Linked DNA regions of Gossypium hirsutum: region 2 is linked to region 1. The links are chromatin contacts, called in public Hi-C maps. All regions are on one chromosome and are shown on one strand. Each heading gives the region's core, a stretch centred on a gene start, on an enhancer-like site or on the middle of the called end of the contact. The rest is flanking DNA. Distances are from core to core; before and after follow the strand shown. Region 1 holds the start of LOC107887593 (pentatricopeptide repeat-containing protein At5g61990, mitochondrial-like). Region 2 holds the start of LOC107886207 (transcription factor ICE1).

The links. Hi-C and Micro-C count contacts between places; a contact is called where the count stands out from the background.
Region 2: a contact with region 1 is called in a Hi-C map of leaf, with 2.0 times the contacts expected there. The contact joins the promoter of LOC107886207 here to the promoter of LOC107887593 in region 1. A contact is called at or near these places in 9 of 34 Hi-C or Micro-C datasets (callus, fibers, leaf and 2 more).

What each region holds. Positions count from the first base shown.
Region 1 is chrA03:13,472,812-13,478,907 of Gossypium_hirsutum_v2.1, forward strand. LOC107887593 (pentatricopeptide repeat-containing protein At5g61990, mitochondrial-like) reads right to left here and starts at 4,768. Exons shown (of 1, transcript NM_001326743.2): 1 at 1,080-4,768. The coding sequence starts at 4,677. The coding sequence ends at 1,606. LOC107886206 (ADP-ribosylation factor GTPase-activating protein AGD1) reads left to right here. Exons shown (of 20, transcript XM_016810078.2): 18 at 1-97; 19 at 192-438; 20 at 581-962. The coding sequence ends at 686.
Region 2 is chrA03:13,649,391-13,655,234 of Gossypium_hirsutum_v2.1, forward strand. LOC107886207 (transcription factor ICE1) reads right to left here and starts at 3,390. Exons shown (of 5, transcript XR_005922700.1): 1 at 1,922-3,390; 2 at 758-985; 3 at 305-475.

The sequences.
Region 1 (6,096 bases), core at 3,518-6,017:
TGGGAAAGTGTTCGTTCTAATGACCCAAGGGCTGTATACCGCTACATTGTTTGCTATGGGGCTGATGTGAATACAATTTATGGTCATGCATCATATTGTACATCCTCCCCCTCTGTCCACAACTCCAGATTAATGTATGTAATAGGAAAAACCAAAGAAATCCTTTAATTACGACTTTGATTGCTTTGCAGTTGACTCTCTGGACCCCTCATCAAGATCTTTGAACTCGTTAAATAAAAACGAAGATCAGATCGAGAAGGAGCATCCCGACAGTTGTTCACTACTTCATCTTGCCTGCTTAACCACCGATATCTGCATGGTGGAGCTGCTGCTTCAGTATGGAGCAAATATAAATGCGTCCGATTCAAGAGGTCGGATGCCACTCCATATTTGTGTCATTGGCAGGAATTTTGCAATAGCAAAATTGCTTCTTACAAGGTGACTTTTTCATTTTCTTACTTTTTTTTGTTCATAATTTTCATAAGTTTCCGCTTTTGGGGTATGTTATCCTTTTTAGACAGATATAATTTCGCTTACACTGGTTATCTTTCCCACTACCATGAATGCAACCGAATTGCAGGGGAGCAGATCCACATGCTGTAGACGGAGAAGGTCACACTCCTATTCAGCTTGCATTAGCATCAGGTGTTGATGATCATGAGGATTTGCCATTCTTAACAGAATGATAGTATAGTATATCACAACCCCAGAAGGGAACGTCAAAGACCCGGAATGGAAGAAATCAACCATACATTAGGGCTTTTAGCAGACAAAGTTGAAAGTTTGGCTTTACCCCATGTGAAACTGCATCATAATTCATAGCTTTCTTCAAGTATATGACTATATGCAATTCCCACCACCATCTTGGTGGCTCCTTTGGATACTCTGTTTTAGTAGCTTATATTTTTAGGTTCTATTTATTTCTTTTATATATATATATATATGAAAATTTTATTTGAGGATCGGGTAGCTCATGCATTTAAATGTATTATAAGTTTTATAAGAGAATGGTCTTTTTTCTTTTTCGAGAGAGTGATAAAATATAATGTAACATCAAAATCTTAAATACAAAAACAAGTGCATTTAAATGTATTGCGACATATTCAGTCGTATTCAATTATACTATATTCGTATTTATTAACCTTGTGTTTTTGTCGTAGTCTCATATTTATTACAGGGAATTAGAAGCTAAAAGTATTAATGTCATATTGAGAGCCAAAAGCTTGCTTGTAATTGATGATGAAGGTATAAATTATCCAACAGCTAAGAAGAATGAAAACTAATAGTAATAATACAAATCTTTGAGGCCTAAACAATGTGACAAACACTTCCACTCCTGCCGCCTACATTGCTTATTCAGCGCTTACATGTAAGTTAGTTACTATCACTGACCTTTCCGAGTGTCCTGCTCACCTGAACCTTCCACTTTGATAGGAAGCATCCAACACGACAAGTTTCCAGATGGTTTCGAAAACACCATGATTTCTGAGCCTGGCTGAGTTGGTCTACTCTAGCACTAGCATGAGCCTGCTCCATTAGTGATTCAGGAAGTTTTTAACTGAAGTGAAAAGAAAGAACAGATGGTAACTTTTTCTCCCGTAGTTTTTACACTTGACAAGCAACTCCGCACGTTGCTTGCTTGGGAGAATTGTTAGGGCTCTCCAAGTTTGCAACATCATTTTCTTTATCAATAATGCTATTCACAGTGGTGGTGTTTGGAATCCATCCGAACCGGACCAAGCTCTCAAGAATCCATTCTGCTTTCTCTGGATTTCCCTTATCATGAAAACCATGAACAAGCTTGTGACATGTAATTGGACTGAGCTTAAGTCCTTGTTCTGCCATTTCTTCAAGTGACTTTGGAACTTCCGAAAACTCCTCTCTTTTGCATACAGCGTCCAGCAGCAGAAAAGTGGGATTTTTATCGAACACAACATCCTTCACTAGAATTTCATCCAACAGCTTCAACATTCCAATCAAACTATTTTCTTCCAAGTAAGCATTAGCAATAAGACGATAAATAATTTCATCAGGTTCAACCCCTTTTGCAGCCATGGACTCGAAAAGATCAAACATCTCTGCTTTCCTCCCTAATCTGTAGTAACCATGTAAAAGCAAGTTGTAAGTTACAACATTCGGAACCAGATTCCTCCTTTGCATCTCCAAAAAGAGAATTTCGGCTTCTTCCATCCTTCCTGCCTTGCTGTGATAATCAATTAGGATTGTATAGGTTCTATGGTTTGGTGTAATACAGTTACTGGCCATGTCTTCTAACAGCCTCATAGCTTCATTTGGTTTCCCCGTCTTGCATAACCCATTGATCAATGCATTGAAAGAAGAGGTGGGATCAAAACCCTTCTGCAACATTTCAGAAAACAAAGAGAGCGCCTTGTCCAATTCTCCTCCTTTACAGCATCCGTCAATAAGGGCACAATAAGTAAAACTATCAGGTGGAACACCCTTTGAGGGCATTTTATCCAGTAACTGAAATGCCTCAGTTAAATTTCCAGATTTGCAATATCCATCTATAATTATAGAATAACTCTTGACATTAGGTGCCAAGCCTCTCTGTGCGATTTCATTAAACACCCTCCTAGCTTTCTCGGTGTCACCTAACTTACACAGACCATCAATCATTGCATTATATGTAACAATATTAGGAGCAATGCCCTTTTGACACATCTTATCATAAAGGTTGAGAGCAGCCTCCATATCACCAAGCTTAGAAAAGACAGAAATGAGAGAAGTATAAGTGAATACATCAGGCACTATACCCTTTTCATCAAGTTGAGAGAACAGTTGCATTGCATCATTAATTCTACCATTTGCTGCAAGGCCGTGGATGAGTGCAGTGTAAGTCTTTATGTCTGGGAGCACACCTTTTTCAGACATGTGCCTAAATGTCGACAGAGCCTCGGTTACATTTCCCACTTTGCAAAGGCTATTAATCAATATAGTATAGATAGCATTATTTGGAGCTATACCATAACTACGCATCTCTCTGAAACACCTTTCTACTGCCTCCATTTCCCCGGCCTTAGCATATCCATGGATTAAAGTCCCATAGGTAATTTCATTAGGCTTCAACCCCCTGTCAACCATTTCGACTAAGAAGCTCCTTGCTTCGTCCATCATTTGGGACTTACATAAGCCACTTAAAAGAGTATTGCAACAAAAGATATCAGCCATTTGTCCATTCTCCATCATTCTGTTGAGAATCTTTCTTGCTTCCTTGAATCTACTTTTCTGAATATGACCTTTTATCAGATTTGTATACATAACAACGTTGGGCTTCAACCCTACCTTAATCATTGCCTCAAAAACATAATTAGCTCGACCAAGATCTCCACAGTGACATAATCCACTAATTATACCATTATAAGTGTACATCGTGGGTGTCAAGTTGTGTTCCTTCATCTCTTCAAACAATTCATGGGCCTTGAGAAAATTCCCTTGTCGACAATAACTCTGGATCATAAGACTAAATGTTTGTGCATCAGGTCCGATGCCAATCAAAACCATCTCATCGAACAGAGCTTTTCCTTTCTCCAAGTCACCAGCCTTAGAAGCCCCACCAATAAGCACATTATACGTGAACACATTCGGTTTAATTCCACAAGCAACCATCTCATCCTTGACTTGGAAAGCCTCGGCCATGCTCCCCCGTTTAATGAACCCATCAATCAAAGCTGTGTAAGCAAAATGGTTAGGATTTAAGCCTGCACAACGCATTTCCTCCATCATCAATTTTGCTTCCTGAAATCTGTTATGCCTACAAAACCCATTAATAACCGTATTGTAAGTATATGCATCAGGGTTGAAACCCTTCCGACTCATGGAGTTTTTCAACTTCAATGCTTCATCAACAGCACCAGCTTTACACAGTCCACCAATCATAACATTATAAGTAACCAAACCAGGGCTACATCCCTTCTCCTCCATATCCATAAACACCCTTTTTGCCTTCTCAATATCCCCTACTCGACAATGAGCATTAATCACATTGGTAAAAGTATAAACATCAGGCACCAATTTAGCATCTATCATCCCATTGAAAACCTTCCAAAACAAATCCAACTTATTTACCTTAAGCAAATCACCTAAAAAGTTATTACAACAAGCCAAACCAGGCAAAACCCCAACTTCTTTAGCACCCAAAAAAACATAAACAGCATCGTTCCAAGAACCCATTTTCTTATAACAACCAATCAAAATATCGAAAACCCCGACATAATTCCCTTCATAGCCCTTCCAGCACCTAATAATTGAACCCAAAATGGCCTGAACGGGCCTTCTAGTCCTAACCATGCTGTCTAAAACAATAGTGGCTTTACGAAACATCTTCGAATTACATAAAGTAACTGCTAGAAAAGAAAAAGAATCCAAATTTTGAGGGTTCGGGGATTGCTGACTTGCCCAGTTGAAGAAACTGAAAAGGCGTTCGGGATCATGAATCGAGTTTTGGAGAAGAACGGAGTGAACTATTTCTGGGTTCAGCTTGCTTGTCAATTCTGATGATGTTTCAAGAAGTCGTTTCCAGTCATTTTTACTGAGGATAGAAGCGATTTCCACGGCTTCGGCGTCATTTGAAGCTGATGTACAAAGGGAAGCCGATTTGAGACGAGAGAGCCTTGATTTCGTGAAACAATAGACCGTTTGCTTTGAAGATAAACGCATTGTTTTGAAGGATTTTCAAGGTGAAAAAATGGAGACGCTTTTAGTCTGCGAAAAACAGAAAAAGATAAAAGAATCAGCGAGGAAGGGGAACGTTTACAGCACACTTTGGTGGGCTTTTGGCTTCACTTTTCTAGGCTGTTTGGCCCATGTATTTGTACTCTAATTAAAATCCCGGTTTAAGCTTTTCAGTCAACGAAATCGAACACCTCAGCATTTTAATTTTAAATTTATAAATATCTAAAAGTAAACTTCAAATTATATTAGTTTATGTTAAAATTAAGAAATTTTAAATATAAAATTTTAAATAATTTATTTTAAGGTAATTTTAATTAATTTATTGAACTTTAAAATTAATTAAACTAAATATAAAAAATAATATAAAATTATTAAGCGTTATGGTAAGATATTTTGTATTTTCAATGAAAAAAATCCAGACATTAAAGAGAATATTTTTGGGAGTGAACTATAAACTTTAAACATGAACTATAAAACCAACATAGAGAACATTAAAAAAAATTAATTTTTAAAAAAATTTAAAGCTATGTTAATAATTAATATAAACTAAATAAAGTTAAGTTTTTTACTTTTTTTTAAAAAATGTTTAGTGTTATAATTGACAGAACTAATTTAATCTATAAAAATCAAGAGTATTGTTTTTGTTAGGTACGAAAATATAAAGAGAGAGATGAATTAATATTTTAAATTTTTGTCGCTTATAAATGAGTTGTCGTTTAGAGTAATAAAATATAACACAAAAAATATATAAGAATTTAGAACGGCAGTGTTCGCAATTGCACAAATTGAATTGTAATATAGTTAGTAAAATGAAATACTTGAAAGTATTATAAGAATCGTACCTAAGGGAGGATGGAGTAAATTATGAAAATATTTTTACAGTAATAAGTCTAAGTAGTAGTAATTAATTCCTATATTACGATAAATCATAAAATAGATTAAAGAGATAATTTAATTAACTAAAATGAATAAACAAGAAAAATAAACAAACGACTTAATCAATAAACCAATCAGGAAGATTAACTCGCTTCAAGGTTTGTAACTAACTTCGAATTAGGGTTTTAAGGTTGATTAGCTACCGATTAACTAATTATTACCTCTCGGCCTCTAATTAACTAATCGGTTGATTGATACTTGCTTATCTCCTGACCTTACTTTCTCAACCAAGATAAATTTGTTAAGAACGAAATAAAAAATCCGAGAAAGAGAAGAGAAGAGAATAGAAGAATAGAAAATAGGGGAGAGAACAATGCATATTAGAAAGGTGTGTTGATAGTTTTCAATTTTCATATCCAATACTGTCAATTACATGCTGATATATAGGAAAAACAATTGAATTGTCTAACAGTCGAAATAACAGAAAAACAAACAAAACAAATTGTACGATTGTTTCTATGAAACATT
Region 2 (5,844 bases), core at 2,140-4,639, 180 kb after region 1:
GAAATTGGAAAAACACAACAATTAGTATGTTAAAACTCAAAAGTGAACTGTGAATTCTCAATAAGAATATAGAAGATACCCCTCCTATCCTTTACTTGCATGATAAACCAGATAGGAGAAAGCTATAATCCAAACTGCAGATGCTTTTCTCATGATAACAGAGTTGGCTAAGAGGGAAAACTACATATATTCGTTTTTCTTTCGTGTCATGATCATGTTAAAGTTTTCACGGTCACCACCGTTATTGCTGTCATCAACTTTTGAAAAGCAAAATGGGAAGTTTACAAGGGGTCAGAAAATGTACCTCAGCTCGAAAGATATCCATGGAAAAACCGTTGAAACAGCTAATGACTGCTTGCTGGGCGTCAAGTCCAAGGTTGTCCAAAGCCCTGATTATGGAGAGCAAAAGACCTGGTCTTCGCCCACAGAACATGTGGATGTTTACAGCTTTTCCTTCTCTCAGCCTTACTTCAACCTATATAAATACAGTCACACACACACATTTGGCTAAATCAGTTGGCGTACAATTTGGCTAAATTTTACAATGTGACTCATATCGAATGACGCTACATGCAACCCAATTCTATGTTACTCTCTGACTCTTCATTTTTCTTCAAGTACCCATGTACAACATATTTATGATCAGTTAAATACTGATATTTGCTAAAATTCAGAAAGACCTAACTAGATATAATTGCAGAAACAAAGAAAAGTGAAAGGTGAAAGTAACTTTTCATGATACAGATATGAAGCTTACTCTTGCTGGCTGCCCATTCAGACCCGGTGATGAACTGGGGCCAAGTTCATCCTTGATACGGCTAGGAAAGGTAGCTGGAGTGGGTGTCAATGGATGGAAACTGCTGGTTGTAGGTGTCAGTGAGGAGCTTGGAAGGATTGACTCCAATTCATTGTGGAGGTCATTGATTCTCTGTAGAAGTTCCTTCAGGTACTCGATAGCATCCCCAAGAATTGAAGCTCTATCCATCTATAAGTAAAAGGAGAAGGTAAATCATACTATTTCTAAGAAGCAAAAATGAGAAAATATGAACTTTCCAAAACCCTTCTTTTGCAAGTAAAGTAACATGCTCCTTCGTCGAGGTTAGTTAGATTAGAAGTTTAACTACTCTTCATTTGACAAACCCATGGGTATGGGGTACATTCAAATTTTTTAAAGTTGTTTCCATGAATTTAGAGAGTCGGCTTCGTGGGCGAGCTAAACATAGATACTTGAAGAAAAATATAAACACAGAGCACATAAGATGTGTGTTGAGAATGTGCCTGAGAATGTGCCTTAGACTTGCTTAATAATAGGTCTGTAGACCAAGTCTTTAGGGCTTTTTAATTTTTAATTTTTTGTGAAATGATTTTAGGAGTAAGTTAAGTGTTTGTGGTATGATTTTAGGAGTAAGTTTAACAGGCTTCTGTTTTTTTTTTTTTTTGCCTATATAATCTTAACAATACAACAGATTATTGTGTGCTTTCAATATATCTTTCTTTCATATTTTCAGTGTTTTATATTGTTGCTAAAATACCAACAATGTAACTATTTACGGTGCTCAAATATAAAAGTATAAAGACATGATAAGAAAAGATTGCAAGTATTGAACTTTACTTATGGATGAGTTGAAAGAAGTTACTGAAATGTGGTCCAAAGAATTATGGTGAAATTTGAAACACACAACCAGACTCCATGTGAGAGAAATTAATGCTAACTTTCTCACAGCTTTTTGAGAACACATAAAAACAAAAGATTGCCAGTGACTCACATATAATCCAAAAATGCCACCCAGAAAACAAAAACACACACACCAAAATAAGAAAAAGTAAGAAAATTTGATGTTTTTCCGAGGATCAAAATGAACACAATAGTTCATACTTGAATTCACAAGATAAAAAAGAAAGTCTGAAAGAAAATTCTTACTTTGCTAATCTTTGGAACAACAGAGCGCAACATGTAAAGCCTATCATTGAGTTTCTTCCGACGGCGCCTCTCAGCCATCAAATTCTTAGCAGGAAGCCCTTTCCTTTTACCCTTTTGGTTTTGGTCTCCTCCAGTAGCACTAGTGTTTGCATTTATGGTATTTCCCCCATTTTTAAGAGTTTCCTCCACCTTGGTATTCTCAGTAAACTCATCTGAATCATAATTCAGAGCTGACCCATCAATGCTCACATCTTCTACATCATCTCTGCTGTTAATTTTCCTCTTCTCATTCTCTTCTTTACCCATTTCTTTCTTCCCTTTATCTCCCCCAGTACCACTTGAAACACTAACCTTTCCTCCATCTAACACCCCGAAATTTGGTCCACTATCAGTTGAATTCTTCCTCATAGCTGCTCTTTTTTGGAATAAATTAGGTTGTGCACCAACGGAAGGACAACTTTCTAGTGGCCTTAACAACTTAGATCTCTTTAAAAACAGAGCATTTCCAGGATTCTCATCAAACCCTTGAAAACCAGCAAACCCGGCACCATTTTCTGGTAGCTGAGCTATCCGAGAACTCGAAAACTGAGCCTCAGGACACAAATTAGCAGGGTCTAAATGATTATCATGACCTAGATCAGTTAAACTACCCAAAACCCCAGCATTTCCCCTGTTCAACAAATTAATACCATTTGTTGCTTGGTTGTCAAGGAACCCAATTTCACTCAAATCAAAACCATGGTCTAAAGGGCTATTAGAAACAAAATTAAGGATTGAAGATAAGTTTGGTTTTGGTTGGCAAAAGTACTGCACCTGAGATGGGTTAAGATGGTTGAAAACGGAGGAAGATGGTGAACATGAAGATGAAGAATCCACTGAAGGAAGAGAATGATGATGGAGCAAAAGATTATCTCTATGATGGTCACCAAGATTTGAAGTAAAGGAAAGGTCTCTAATATCTTGATGGCTTGAAATGCTGTTGTTTCCTACGTACCATTCATCATCTAACATGGATTTGAATGTTGAAAAAGTACCCATATCTTCTTTGTTCTCCATTATAACACCACTGTTATTGTTGTTATTATTATTGTTGCTGTTGTAGTTGGTTCGGTTCCATGAAGCTGAGTCTTCATCTTCTTTATCTTCCATCCAAATAACACCGCCATTAACCCTTGGAAGCATGGGTTTCGGGAGAACTTCTTGATTATGCAGGACTCCAAAATTTCTTTGTTTTCTTTGAAAAGAGAGAATCAAAACCTACCTTTGTTTTTTGTTGAGCGATTATGAATTTAAAATAGTGGGGGGAGGGGGAATGGGGCAGCTTTTGAGAGAGAGAGAGAGAGAGTGAGAGAGTTGCAGAAATGGCGAAAGCTTTTTGATTGAATCAGCTAAAGAGAAAAACAATCAAATTGTCGACTTTAGAAGGATTAAATGATACGTGGTGAAATAAATAAAAAGGTAATAAAGTTTGAGGAATTGAAATTGGGTGTAACTTTGTAGAGGTCACTTCCAAAATCTTCATATAAAACACACAAAATGCTCAAATTAGGCTAAAATTAGGCTAAAATTTGTTAAATAAACCTTTCAAAAAGAAAAAGTTTAAATTCAAATATCTTATAGATTTTAAATTATACTTTTATTTTTTAAATAATATTTAATTCAATTTATATGTTTTATTTTAAATACATCAATATTTGCATAACTTTTATTATAAAGTAAATAAAAATGTCTTTCTTAAAGTTTAAGCCCTTACATGATTATTTTTTGAAAGATTTGACAATAATCTAAGCTCTAATGTGAACATTTAGTGAATTTATAATAGGGTTGTTTCTAAACCTAATATATAAAAAAAGCCTAAGTAAAATAAGTTAATAGTAAATTAAGATTTTAATTGAAAATAACACTCAATTGAGCCCTTGGTCGAATTAATTTTAATATAAATCCCTTAAGTCCGTTAATTTCACTATGGCACGTTAAGGTTGTGCCACATGATGAAATATGCTAATTTTCATTTAAAATATTTAAAAATAATAAAAAATTTTAAACTTATAAAAAAATAGAATTTCAAAAAAAATAGAATTTTTAAAAATATATGGAAATTTATCTAAAAAATAATATAAATTTTTTTAAAAAAAATTTGTAAAAGAATTAGAATTTCAAAAAATTATAAAAAGGAAAAATTATAAAAATATATTAAAATTTATTTAAAATAATATAAAAATGTAAAAACTTATAAAAATTGCAAACAATATTAAAAATAGAAAATTATTAAAAATTATATAAAATTATGAAAAAGAATCAGCATAGTTCACTAATTTGTGACATAAAGAATTAACCAACGAGAAAAAGAACCAGAATTGGGTTAAGGTTAAAGAGGATAGGTTCAGGCTCCCTAATGAGAACACCATGTTCCCTTGTGGAGCTTATGCTTATATTAATGATATTGACAAGTTGACCAAACTCAAAGATGGCTGCATAAAAAAAATTGTTATATTTTCATAATTTTTAAATATTTTTTAATAATTTTTATAATTTTCTATAATAATTTTTGAAAAATTATAAAAAATTAGGTGTAATTTTTTAAAATTTTTAAAAATTCTAAAATTTTAATAATTTTCTATTATTTTTTAATATTTTTATAAATTTGTAAATTTTTTATAATTTTATAACTTTCAAAAATTCTATTTTTAAAAAAATTTCAAAGTTCTAATTCTTTTATAATTTTAGAATTCTTTTATAATTTCTATAAATTTTTATGCTTTTTAAACCTTTTTTAGGGAAATTACTCAATTTTGCCACATTGAACAACCTTAGTGTGCCACGAGGCGACGTTAATGGAAATCAAAGGCTTTCACATGTTAAACTAGCTTTATTTGATAATATGTTTTGATATAACAAATTAAAATATTTTTAAATAAAAGTTAAATTAAACAAAATTGGTAAAATGATAAAATCAAGTTAAAATAGTTTTAGTTGAGTTAAACATTTGCAATTAAGTTAAAATTGTTTTAAAACAAGTTAGTATTTCTCTAGGCAAAAAAGTATCAGTATCTATAGTTTTCAAAATATCGATACCCATTCTAAAATCGACACCAAATTAACATTCCGTTTTCAACCAATTTAGCTAAGTATCGGTCTAGTATCGATACTTTTTATATGGTATCGATAAAAGTTCATTGGTATCGATATCTTTAGCTACAACAGCTACTGAACTTTGCATTAAATGCAAAAATTATTGATACCTTTTTAGCTGGTACTAATACTCGTTGTTACATATGAATTAAATGCACTACTTTTCACATCCCTAACGACTCTATTCATATCTCCAACAACCACAACAATTAGAAATCAATTATGGGGTATAAATATCAGCTTCTAAATATCCTACAACAATAAGAGAGATCATCAAGCTTAAAGATCAATAAAAAAAACCTTATTGCTTAATTCTTCATACCTTTCTTGTACACATTTCTGAGCTTTCATTGTTATTTTTTAGCTCAAGCATATTATTATTTATTTGAGCTTTATTGGAAAACATTTTGATCTTTTAAGGATCATTTCTTTGTTTTCTTCTTTATATCTTTTAAGAGGGTTGTATCTTAAGGTTTAGGTAAAAGCCATGAGGGAGTTACAATCTTAAGGTTTGGGTAGAAACCTTAAAGGAGTTGCAATCTTAAAACTTTAGGTAGAAATCTTAAAGTAGATTGTAAGGTTAAATCTTATCCTCAAAGGTTATCAAATTATTAAATTTAGGAAAATCCTTAATTGTGGAAAGCTAAGGTAGTGGAGTAGGCAATTGGGGCTGAACCCCTTTAAATTCTTGTGTTCATTGTTTCATATTCTTTCATTTCTTCCACCATTTTTCTTAAAGGTCAATTCTCCTTCCCTCTTGGTGATTTCGAGTTGAATTATCGAGCTAAAAA